Regions from separate parts of the Mus musculus genome. Here region 2 is linked to region 1. Evidence: chromatin contacts called from public HiCAR-type data. All regions are on one chromosome and are shown on one strand. Each heading gives the region's core, a stretch centred on a gene start, on an enhancer-like site or on the middle of the called end of the contact. The rest is flanking DNA. Distances are from core to core; before and after follow the strand shown. Region 1 has its middle 25 kb from the start of 1700048B10Rik. Region 2 overlaps Shc3 (src homology 2 domain-containing transforming protein C3).

What was found. HiCAR-type assays count read pairs that join an accessible place to other places.
Region 2: a HiCAR-type map of Th17 cells shows a contact between it and region 1, with 9 times the contacts expected there. The contact joins two enhancer-like sites. A contact is called at or near these places in 2 of 484 Hi-C or Micro-C datasets (Sertoli cells and bone marrow-derived macrophages), 2 of 115 datasets of contacts at active chromatin or transcription factors (Th17 cells and stem cell-derived neural progenitor cells) and 1 of 9 other capture datasets (embryonic stem cells).

What each region holds. Positions count from the first base shown.
Region 1 is chr13:50,956,746-50,962,387 of GRCm38.p6, reverse strand. No RefSeq gene overlaps it. Among named protein-coding and RNA genes, the nearest start is that of 1700048B10Rik, 25 kb to the right of the region's middle. Within about 2 kb of position 1,302, at least 8 of the 459 cell types and tissues checked have an H3K27ac peak or open chromatin away from gene starts, as enhancers often do. A contact at or near this core is called in Th17 cells, where this site is marked.
Region 2 is chr13:51,469,588-51,474,662 of GRCm38.p6, reverse strand. It overlaps Shc3 (src homology 2 domain-containing transforming protein C3), which reads left to right. Exons shown (of 12, transcript NM_009167.5): 5 at 1,807-1,860. Among named protein-coding and RNA genes, the nearest start is that of Gm32834, 53 kb to the right of the region's middle. Within about 2 kb of position 1,797, at least 8 of the 459 cell types and tissues checked have an H3K27ac peak or open chromatin away from gene starts, as enhancers often do. A contact at or near this core is called in Th17 cells, where this site is marked.

The sequences.
Region 1 (5,642 bases), core at 53-2,552:
ACAGTCTTGTAAGCCTGTAAGCTCAATAGAAATAGCTGATGGGAGACCGGTGACAAGCGTGAGTGTTCATGTTCACTGGTGGCCTTTGCAGATGGTGAGTGGGACAGATGTCCATCCTTGCTCACTGCCAAGGTACAGTCATCAATGCAGAGAGCAGATCCGGTGTAGCAGACTTGTGACTGAACACTATTTTCTACAATAAGCTTATTGGGGCACAGCCCCGTGGGAAACCACGCAGTCCCTGTCTGCTTTCATAACTGAAGCCCATAGCATCTCTCGGGCTCACGCTTGTGTTCTCTGGTATTTTGGTGCACACACAAAACCACAGTCTCACCATGACAACGCCACAGGAGGGTGTCGCTACCTTAACTGTCTCTTGGCCCCCAGTGTTCATCCTTCCTGCCTTCTTTGGTGTTCTCCAAATCCTTATTTATTTATTTATATTTAAATATCAAGTCACGTGTTTTCACTTCAGTAAACAAGGTTGGTTGTCCCAACTGCACAGGATACACTTGTTCTCTTGTCCCGACCCCCTGGCCCAAAGACTTATTTATTATTATACATAAGTACACTGTAGCTATCTTCAGACACACATGAGGAGGGTGTCAGATCTCAATACGGATGGTTGCGAGCCACCATGTGGTTGCTGGGATTTGAACTCAGGACCTTCAGAAGAGCAGTCAGTGCTCTTAACCGCTGAGCCATCTCTCCAGCCCTCCAAATCCTGATAAAACACTGACATTTTTTTTTTTAATAGACTCTGGAGCCTTTTCCAAAATACCATGCAGGAGAACTCAGATGTAAGTAACCTTTTCAGACTGTTCCCCCCTCCCAATGGCGGAAGACTTTGTTGGTTTTGCATACTTGTTTTGTTTTCAGACAGAATCTACATAGCCCTGGCTATCCTGGAATTTACTGTCTAGACCACGTTGGCCTCTAACTCTCCTAAGCTCCCTCTGCCTCTCAGGGCTGTGCCTCTCCAGGGCTCTCAGCTCATGTCTTTTTGTGCTGGTTTAGCTCATTCCCCTTCACAGCTGAGTAACTGGGCAGACACACCGGCTTTCTTTCCTTTTGAGTCTCATTCATCTAGTATGGGACATCTTGGTCGTTTCTCCATGCTGACAACGAAGGAAACCGCTGCGCGTGAACTTATCTGGAGCCTTTCAACTCTTTGTTTCATCACCAAGGAGTGCTGGGGCAAGGGTGGTATTCAACTTTCTGAGGCACTTCTTCCTCATGGTCTCCCCAAGTAGCCACACCTGTTCACATTCGCACTAGCACCGAATGAGTCAGCTGCTATCTTTGCCAGGGTTTGGTGTCATCTGTGTTTGGGATCCGGGCTCTTTTACCAGGGCTCAACTGTTGTCTTGTAGCTGCTTAGTGTACGTTTTTTTTTGCTCATCTGTTCGTTTTCTGCCTCCGCTTCTTCTCTGGTGAGATGTCTAGTCAGATGGCTTGCTACTGTAATTTCGGTTTGTTTTAATACCGAGACATTTGCAGGGTTCTTGGGTGATTCAGATCTGAAGACTTTATGAGGTGGTGCTTGGCAATCCCGCTGCCCCATGCAACCTTATCTGTAGCTTCTCTTTCATTCTTTAATAGTTTCTCCCTTAGACAAGAAGTCTTTAATTTTTAAAGGATGTGTGTGCTTATGTATGTATGGTGCACATGTGTGCTTATGTGTATATGGTGCACATGTGAAGGTCAGAGGAGAACCTAGGGGGTCAGTCCTAAGGTGTCACCCACCTTTCCTTTGACACAGGGTCTGTCAGAGGCCTGTGACTTTGCCACATAAACCAGACTAACTGGCCCCCAGCTTCGGGGACCTTTTCTTTCTGTTTCTCATTGCATCATCCCTGAGATGACAGGCACTGGGTCCTGGAGGATCCAAACTCAACACATACAAGGCTTTACCAGAGGAGCAGTCTCCTAGGCCCCAGAAATCTTGTTTTTTCCTTATAAAAACAACAATTGGGGCTGGCTTACAGGTTTAGAGGATCAGTCCATTATCATCAAGGTGGGAGCATGGCAGTATCCAGGCAGGCATGGCGCAAGCAGAGCTGAGAGTTCTACTTCTTCATCCAAAGGCCAAAGTGGAAGACTCCCCAGAAATCTTTAATGACACCCATTTACCAGTTTTTCCTTTTATGAATTGTATCTCAAAACTTATTACCAAGTCTAAGATCATTTAGGTTTGTTTTTCCTGTGTTATCTTTTATACAATTTTTAGCTTTGTGCTTTACATTTAGTTTTAAGTCTGTGATTCATTTTAATATTAACTATTATATTATATTAACAGTGTAACACAAACTGTGTGGTGACCATGTCTAGTCCTGTCTGGTGTGTTGTCCCTTTCTTCACTGTGTCTGCTTTGCTGCAGCTGGCTATGTGTATGAGAACACCCCTGACAGGTGCTCTCTCTGTATCTTCATTTATTCATTCATTCATTCATTCATTCATTCATTCATTCATTCATTCATTCATCTTGTCATCCATTCCGTGATGTCTTCATTACTGGAGCCTCATACAAAGGCTTGAAGCTGAGTCAGTACTCTGGCTCTGTCCCTCCTCAATATTGTGTTGGCTGCTCTGGTCTTCTTTGGTTTTCCATATAAAGTCGTCGAATCAGTTTGTAAATATTCATGAAGAAGTCGACTTCTGGGATCGCACTGGATCTTCTAGATCAAGTTGGGAGGAATGTCTTAACAACGTCAAGTCTTATCCTTGAACATGGACTATCTTTTCTCTGATTTCCTTCAGTTTTCCCCATACAGATCTTGAATATATACAATATATATATATATATATGTATATGTGTGTGTATATATATATGTGTGTGTGTGTGTGTGTCTGTCTCTGTCTCTCTTTGCCTCTCTGCCTCTCTCTGTCTCTGTGTCTGTTTGTCTTCTTCTCTCTCATTTATTTGAATGTGTGCTTTTGTTATAGGATTCTTGTTCAGAGAAACAGGACACTGAAACTCTTTGCTAGGGAGCAGCTTATATGGCAACAGTATTTTCACTGGCGATTCTATGGCTATGGGGTTACTGTAACACTAAGGCTACATCAATGTTGCCATTATACTGAGGCTGAAGGAATGCAAGAACACTGCAGTTTTAAGTACCCAGACACTAATTAAGTCATGTTGTCTTTTCTTTGTTCTCAAAAGGTCCCTAACACATTCCAAGTACATTAATTAAAAAATATTAGGCTGTGGCTTTAGCTCAGTGGCAGAATGCTTGCCCAGCAGACACAAGCCCCTGGGTTCAAATCTCAGTACAAAATAAAGAGGTGTGGCACTGGGAGCTGGCTCAGTAGTTGAGAGCACTCCCTGCTCTTTCAGAAGACATGGCTTTGGTTCCCAATGCTTATGTCGGGATAACTGCCCATGATTCCCAGATCCAGAGAGGTCTGATGCCTCTGGCATCCAGTGGCATCTTCATGTGTGCACATGCCCACACAAAGACACACACATACACACTTAAAAATAAAACAATAAAAATCTATGTTCTTTTACTTTTAAAATATTTTAAAAAGAAAATTAGTAAGCAAATTATAGACATGCAGAGAAGGCTGAAGGAAACAGAGATGGTTGTTGAAGCACTTGTTTTATACACGGAGAACCTGAGACTTTATGAGGAGAGCAGTCAGCACAACTCCACTGAAGCCTGGAGCAGCTGAGAGTTGAGCCACTTGTGCTTGAAATAACTTTTCCCTTAGCAGAGCCATTGCAACTGTGTTACCCTCGGACCTTCCAGGGAGTTTCCCCCTGGAACGAAAAGTCACACTTGATGGAGTCTGGAGTTAAATTCATCTTCAAAGCAGGCAGAAAGTGACCGTGCTTTTAAAATCACAGCCAGTGCATGAAGGTCAAGGTTCTCGCCGCATTTTCAGATGAGTCATAGCCTGAAAGGAAATCGCGTCTGGCTTCCGTGAATCATGGCAGACCCACATTGATTCCTCCCCTCCCCATTTTGCAGAGAAAACACGTAGGCACCTGTCTGGAATTAAATGAGTCAGAAGGACAGGTATCATATCTGCCAGTGTCTACCCTAAGTGAAGGGACATTGTGCGGTGGGGGAGGAGGAACTGCCGTTGAAAGGAGATGAGGAAGCGAGTGAGTGGCAGACCAGGGTTAGAGCCTCGTCTGCTGCTGGAGGCAGTCCTGGTTTTACTCTGAGACGGAGCAGCATGAAGATAGATTCTCCGGTCAGTCGCTGAGCACTTGCTAGTGAGCAGGCTGTGGAACAGTTGTGTTCTCTACATTCCTGGAACAACTGTCTTCCGGGTGTGCCCAGCAGTCATCCTTTGGACTTTCCCTAATTGTCTCGCAGCTACGAGCTAACTCACAGGAGGACTCAGTTTTATCCATCCCAAGCCAGGCATGGAGCCTAAGCTCTTGGGGAAAAAGAGGCAGGGGGATCAGAAATTCAAAGCTTCCCCCTGCTACACAGAGGGTCCGTGGAAGGCCTGAGCTACATTGAGACCCTGTCTCAAAAAACAAAACAGGGTCGAGGAGATGCCTCAGTGGGTAAAGACACTTGCTGCTAAGACTGAGGGACTGGGGCTGACTCTAGGGACACACAGGACGGAAGGATGAACAGCCTCCACTTTGTCCTCGGACCACCATGCTAATGCCACCGCATGCGCGCACGTGCAGACACTTGCACACATAAAAATCAAAGTGGAGCTGGGCAGTGGTGGCACACGCCTTTAATCCCTGCACTTGGGAGGCAGAGGCAGGCGGATTTCTGCGTTCAAGGCCAGCCTGGTCTACAGAGTGAGTTCCAGGACAGTCAGGGCTACACAGAGAAACTCTGTCTCAAAAAAAAAAAAAAAAAAAAAAAAAAACCCAGCCTCCTGAGGTAGGACAAATGATGGGCAGTTAAGGGGGCAGGGGAAGGGAAAGAGAGCACACACCCACAGATCTAGGTTGCTCTTCCTGCTGATTCAGTCAAGACCTTCTAGCTCATTTGAGCAAGGAAGGCTTGGCTTATTACAAATACCTTTAATCCCAGCCTTTGGGCAGAGGCAGATGGATCTCTGTGACAAGTTCCAGGATAGCCAAGGCTATATACAATGAGACCTTGTCTCAACCAACCAACCAACCAACCAACCAACTAAACAACGGATATTGCCTGCACAGGTAAAGTGTTTCCCTAAAGACGTCCCAAGCAAGGCTGTGGAGAGCAAGTCAAAGGTATTTGCCTAGGGCCGGAGCATTTTTAACTTTCTGTCCCCCCATTCCACGATCCCTCTCTTATTCCTGAGTCTGAATGCATACCCCACAAGCTGGAAAAAAGATTCCATTTTTTTCTTTTATCGAAAATAGATTTTTGGGGCTGGAGAGATGGCTCAGCGGTTAAGAGCACTGACTGCTCTTCCGAAGGTCCTGAGTTCAATTCCCAGCAACCACGTGGTGGCTCACAGACACCTGTAATAAGATCTGACACCCTTTTCAGGTGTGTCTGAAGACAACTATAGTGTACTTACATATAATAAATAAATAAATAAATAAATAAATAAATAAATAAATCTTTAAAAAAAGAAAATAGATTTCCCCCCTTATCTAATATATCCTGATTACAGTTTCTCCTCTCTCTCCTCCCAGTTCCTCCCCACTGCACCTTCTGTCTAGATCCACT
Region 2 (5,075 bases), core at 548-3,047, 510 kb before region 1:
GGGGTCCACCTTCTTGAGTTCTTTATATATATTGGATATTAGTCCCCTATCTGATTTAGGATAGGTAAAGATTCTTTCCCAGTCTGTTGGTGGCCTTTTTGTTTTATTGACAGTGTCTTTTGCCTTACAGAAGCTTTGCAATTTTATGAGGTCCCATTTGTCAATTCTCAATCTTACGGCATAAGCATTGTTCTATTCAGGAATTTTTCCCCTGTGCCCATATCTTCAAGGCTTTTCCCCACTTTCTCCTCTATAAGTTTCAGTGTCTCTGGTTTTATGTGGAGTTCCTTGATCCACTTAGATTTGACCTTAGTACAAGGAGATAGGAATGGATCAATTTGCATTCTTCTACATGATAACCACCAGTTGTGCCAGCACCATTTGTTGAAAATGCTGTCTTTTTTCCACTGGATGGTTTTAGCTCCCTTGTCAAAGATCAAGTGACCATAGGTGTGTGGGTTCATTTTTGGGTCTTCAATTCTATTCCATTGGTCTACCTGCCTGTTGGTATACCAGTACCATGCAGTTTTATCACAATTGCTCTATAGTACAGCTGTAGGTCAGGCATGGAATTCTACTAGAGATTCTTTTATCATTGAGAAGAGTTTTTGCTATCCTAGGTTTTTTGTTATTCCAGATAAATTTGCAAACTGCCTTTTCTAATTCATTGAAGAATTGAGTTGGAATTTTGATGGGGATTGCATTGAATCTGTAGATTGCTTTCAGCAAGATAGCCATTTTTACTATATTGATCCTGCCAATCCATGAGCATGGGAGATCTTTCCATCTTCTGAGATCTTCTTTGATTTCTTTCTTCAGAGACTTGAAGTTCTTATCATACAGATTTTTCACTTCCTTAGTTAGAGTCACACCAAGGTATTTTATATTATTTGTGACTATTGTGTTGTTTCCCTAATTTCTTTCTCAGCCTGTTTATCCTTTTTGTAGATAAAGGCCATTGATTTGTTTGAGTTAATTTTATATCCAGCTACTTCACTGAAGCTGTTTATCAGGTTTAGGAGTTCTCTGGTGGAATTTTTAGGGTCACTTATATACACTATCATATCATCTGCAAATAGTGATATTTTGAATTCTTCCTTTCCAATTTGTATCCCCTTGATCTCCTTTTGTTGTCGAATTGCTCTGGCTAGGACTTCAAGTACTATATTGAATAGGTAGGGAGAAAGTGGGCAGCCTTGTCTAGTCCCTGATTTTAGTGGGATTGCTTCTCTCCATTTACTTTGATGTTGGATACTGGTTTGCTGTAGATTGCTTTTATTATGTTTAGGTATGGGCCTTGAATTCTTGATCTTTCCAAGACTTTTATCATGAAGTCTCCCCTACTTGTATGGTGGGTTTTGGGAATTGAACTCAGATCCCTCTACTTGTAAGGTAAGCGCTTTACCACCTGAGCCATCTCTCCAGGCCTATGTTTTTCTTCTGGGCAAAGTCCTGGCCTCAGGTTGGAGCCTTGATTTCCCAGACCTGGAGTTATTATACTTCTTACTTTGAACAGCCCTTTGGCCTCTCTGGCCTTGTGTTCTGTGCCTGTAAAATGGGCTTCCCATAATTCTCACTCAGCTGCTGGGAGGCGTAAGGAAGCATTCTGGTCAACCAGGGACATGTCAGCCCTCAGGCTGTGCATGTGAGGGCAGGTGAGCTACTGTCTCTGGGCTTTTTGGTTGTCATTTTCTTTGGGGGGCAGTTCTCAGGAAATCTTGTTACCCATGTTGCTCACCAACACAGCAGGCCCTGCAGGATGTGGCAAGGCACTAACCGCAAGTCTCCCTTTTTCTCTCCTGACAGATCATAGCGAACCATCATATGCGGTCTATCTCTTTTGCCTCAGGGGGAGACCCGGTAAGTGGCCTTTGGTTTGTTTCTCTTGCTCTTGCTGGGACTTTCTAAGAAGAAACCTCTGCTCCAAAGATGTGCCCTTGACGCTGTGACACAAAAGTGTTTAATGCTGATTTTAATGAAACCCCAGTGAACTATCCTAATACTAGTCCAGCTGTTTTAGCATCAGTAAAACTTCTGGGTAGAACTCCGTTCTGATACATGCTTGGGAACAATTATGCTGCCGCCAGAAAAACAAGTTTTATACCTAACGGGGGAAATTCTTTTGAAGAAAATGATGTTTTGTAAGACAAAATATTCATCAGTAAAACTTTGCAAGTAGTCATAAACTCTGAAGCTGTGACCCCAGCTGATCATCAACCCCCCACACTTCCTTCCCCCTCCCTTTCCTTTTTCTGTATTAGAGACTGAGCTGAGGTCAGCAGTGCTTAGCTGTCACTCCACCATCAAGCTATCCCTTGGCTGTCACTTTAGTTGTTATTTGGTGGTGGGAGCAGGGTAACCTGTGAGCACGGTCTACTGTTTTCAGTCACAAGGTGGGTTAGGAGATCTGGAAGTGTGGCCTCTTTGAGAGGTAGCAATAGCTCCCGTATGCCTGACCCATCCTGCCATGCCTGCCTTCCTTGGTTGTCTCCGTTCTACATCCCCCAAACCACCTCAAAGGCAGACAGATAATACAAAGGGGAGTAAGAAACAGAGAGGAGGAAGGACGTAGGCCTGGCTCTTTCCAGCAGTGGTAGGAGAGAGTCTCTTTTTTGTTTGTTTGTTTGTTTTGTTTTTCAAGACAGGGTTTCTCTGTGTAGCCCTGTCTGTCTTGGAACTCACTTTGTAGACCAGGCTAGCCTTGAACTCAGAAATCTGCCTGCCTCTGCCTCAGGCTCTTTTTTTTTTTAATGCTCTCAGATTAACTTTTGGTTCTGGGTAAAGTTTTCAGTAGTTAGGAAGGAAAAAAATTAAAAAGCCCCCTCTATTCGTACACAGTCTATCTTCTAAAACCCGGGAATCATACACCAATGAAAGGCTGCTGTACACTTTAGCAGCCAAAGCGAAGGAGCTGGCACCACCTGTACTAATCAGCAATCAAGACAGCCCCACACAGACATTCCCATAGGCCAATCTGGTCTAGATGCTTTCTTAATGGAGACTCTCTACTTGGGGGGCTCTAGGTTGTATCAAGTTTGACGGTTAAAATTAACCAGCACACCATCAGTTTACCCAGGAATCGGTCCATGGTTTAGATCAGAGCCCTCATGATCCAATTGCTTGCCAGGGATGCCTCACAGGAGCAGCTCTGGAGGAACCGTTTAGACCCCAAGCACAGCAGAGCCCTGCGTGCTTGTGACCTATGCTCTCTTAGTCCCACACCCAGACCAGACCTTCACCCGCATCCCTTCATCTCTGGCTCATAGAAGTTTGCAGTACTAGTTCTCATTTGCATAAACAGCTCCCCTTCCTGGAAATTCTGTGAAAGCAATGCTTAGCAGTGGTACGAGCAGAGGTACACATTCTGAGAACTTGGGAGACCAAATGCATCATCTTTTGTTAAAAAGCTTTATTTTTCAACTATAAACCCTTTCATTCCCCCCACCCCATGATTTCTTCTAGAAACAAAAAGGAGAATAATGAATGTCTAGCTGTGTGTGGTCAGACATGCCTTTAATCTCAGCATCAGGAGCACAGGACTGCTTTGAAATTCAGGCCAGTGGCTAGCCTCATCTACATAGTGAGACTTGTATTAAAAATAAAAATAAATAAATAAATAAATAAAAGAACTGACAACATCTGGTGACATTTGAAGTGATCTATAATACCTTACATTTTCTGAAAAAAATTTTTTCCTCATCCAAAAATGGTTGTGGTTCAGGTGTAATGAGACATGTAATCCCAGCCTAGAGGGGTTGAGGCAGGAATATTGTGCACTTCAGACTAGCCAGGGCTAGAGAGTGAGGCCTTGTCTTAAAAGACAAAGCAAAACCGTGCCGGGCTCCTTACTGTCTTTCTAGGTGGACAGCTTTGCTTTGTGCCTCATTGGTCCACCCAGGAGGAAACAGTTAACAAATGACTGCTGAGTGAGACTTGAAAATACTGCTAATCCTTCTTTCTCCAAAAGGAAACAGGCAGTGATGATAGCAGACCCTGAAGTCCAGTGTTGAGAGATCACCAGGAGGGCTTGGGAAGGCGGCTCAGTGAAACCCTTCCCACGTAAGCAGGAGGACGTGGGTTCCATCTCCAGGACCCAAGCAAAAAGATGTTCACTTCTAACCAGGCACCAGGGAGGCAGAGACTGGGCATCCCAGCCGGCTTAAGTGGTGAACTCCCGATTTCAGCAACAAACAGACCTTGTCTGAAAGGCCTGAAGAATGACACCTTAGACTGCTGCACCCTATTCCCTGCATGCATACATAAGATCCCCAAGAGGACGTCACAACCTGTCTCAGAGGTCTTGGGGACTAAGCTCAGGGATGCAATCACCACAGAAGAAGATCCTCACAGCCTCTTCTCTGGAATTTAGGGTGCCCACTGTAGAACTGTGGGGCCAAGAACACTGTTCCGAGTCTCGATACACTAGGGAACAATGCCAGATAAGGATCAAGATCGGCGACAGAACAGCTATGTCCTAGCTTGGCAACGGACCATCTGAGAGAAGGATATCATAGCTTTCTTCCCCAGACATAGTGTAGTACTTTAGACTAGAGAAGGTGGCCATCCCCCTTAAAAATAAAAAAGACTTCCTTGTATGAACCCCTAGAGCTGACTGGAGTTAATTTTGCGCTCTGGCTATGTACAAAAATCAAACAACAAGACTCCTCCTGTTAGTATGTTTTCCTTGAACTCTAGCTGTACCCCCATCAAATTTGGAAGATACAAATGAAGACCGGAAAGCTGATAGCACACCGTTCTGTTATTGTACCACAGAAACAATTGATTGTAACTAAATGCACCCCCTCCTGCCTGCCATGCTTCTCCAAGGAGCTGGCTGCCAGGGCATCAAGCCTTTCCTTTCTGGATGGTAGCTCTGCTACCATGGTACCCAGGTGATTCAATTCTTCTGCTAATTTCCCTTATTCAGATACAGCCTCCAGTGCCCACAGCATCCTTAGGCACAAAAGTGACAGCAATTTGGGTCAATTAGGGCCAAAGCATCGGCTCTCTGCTTCTTGAAAAAAATCCCAGCTTCTACCACGTGGGAAAGCTGGCTGCGAATCTTAATCCTGACT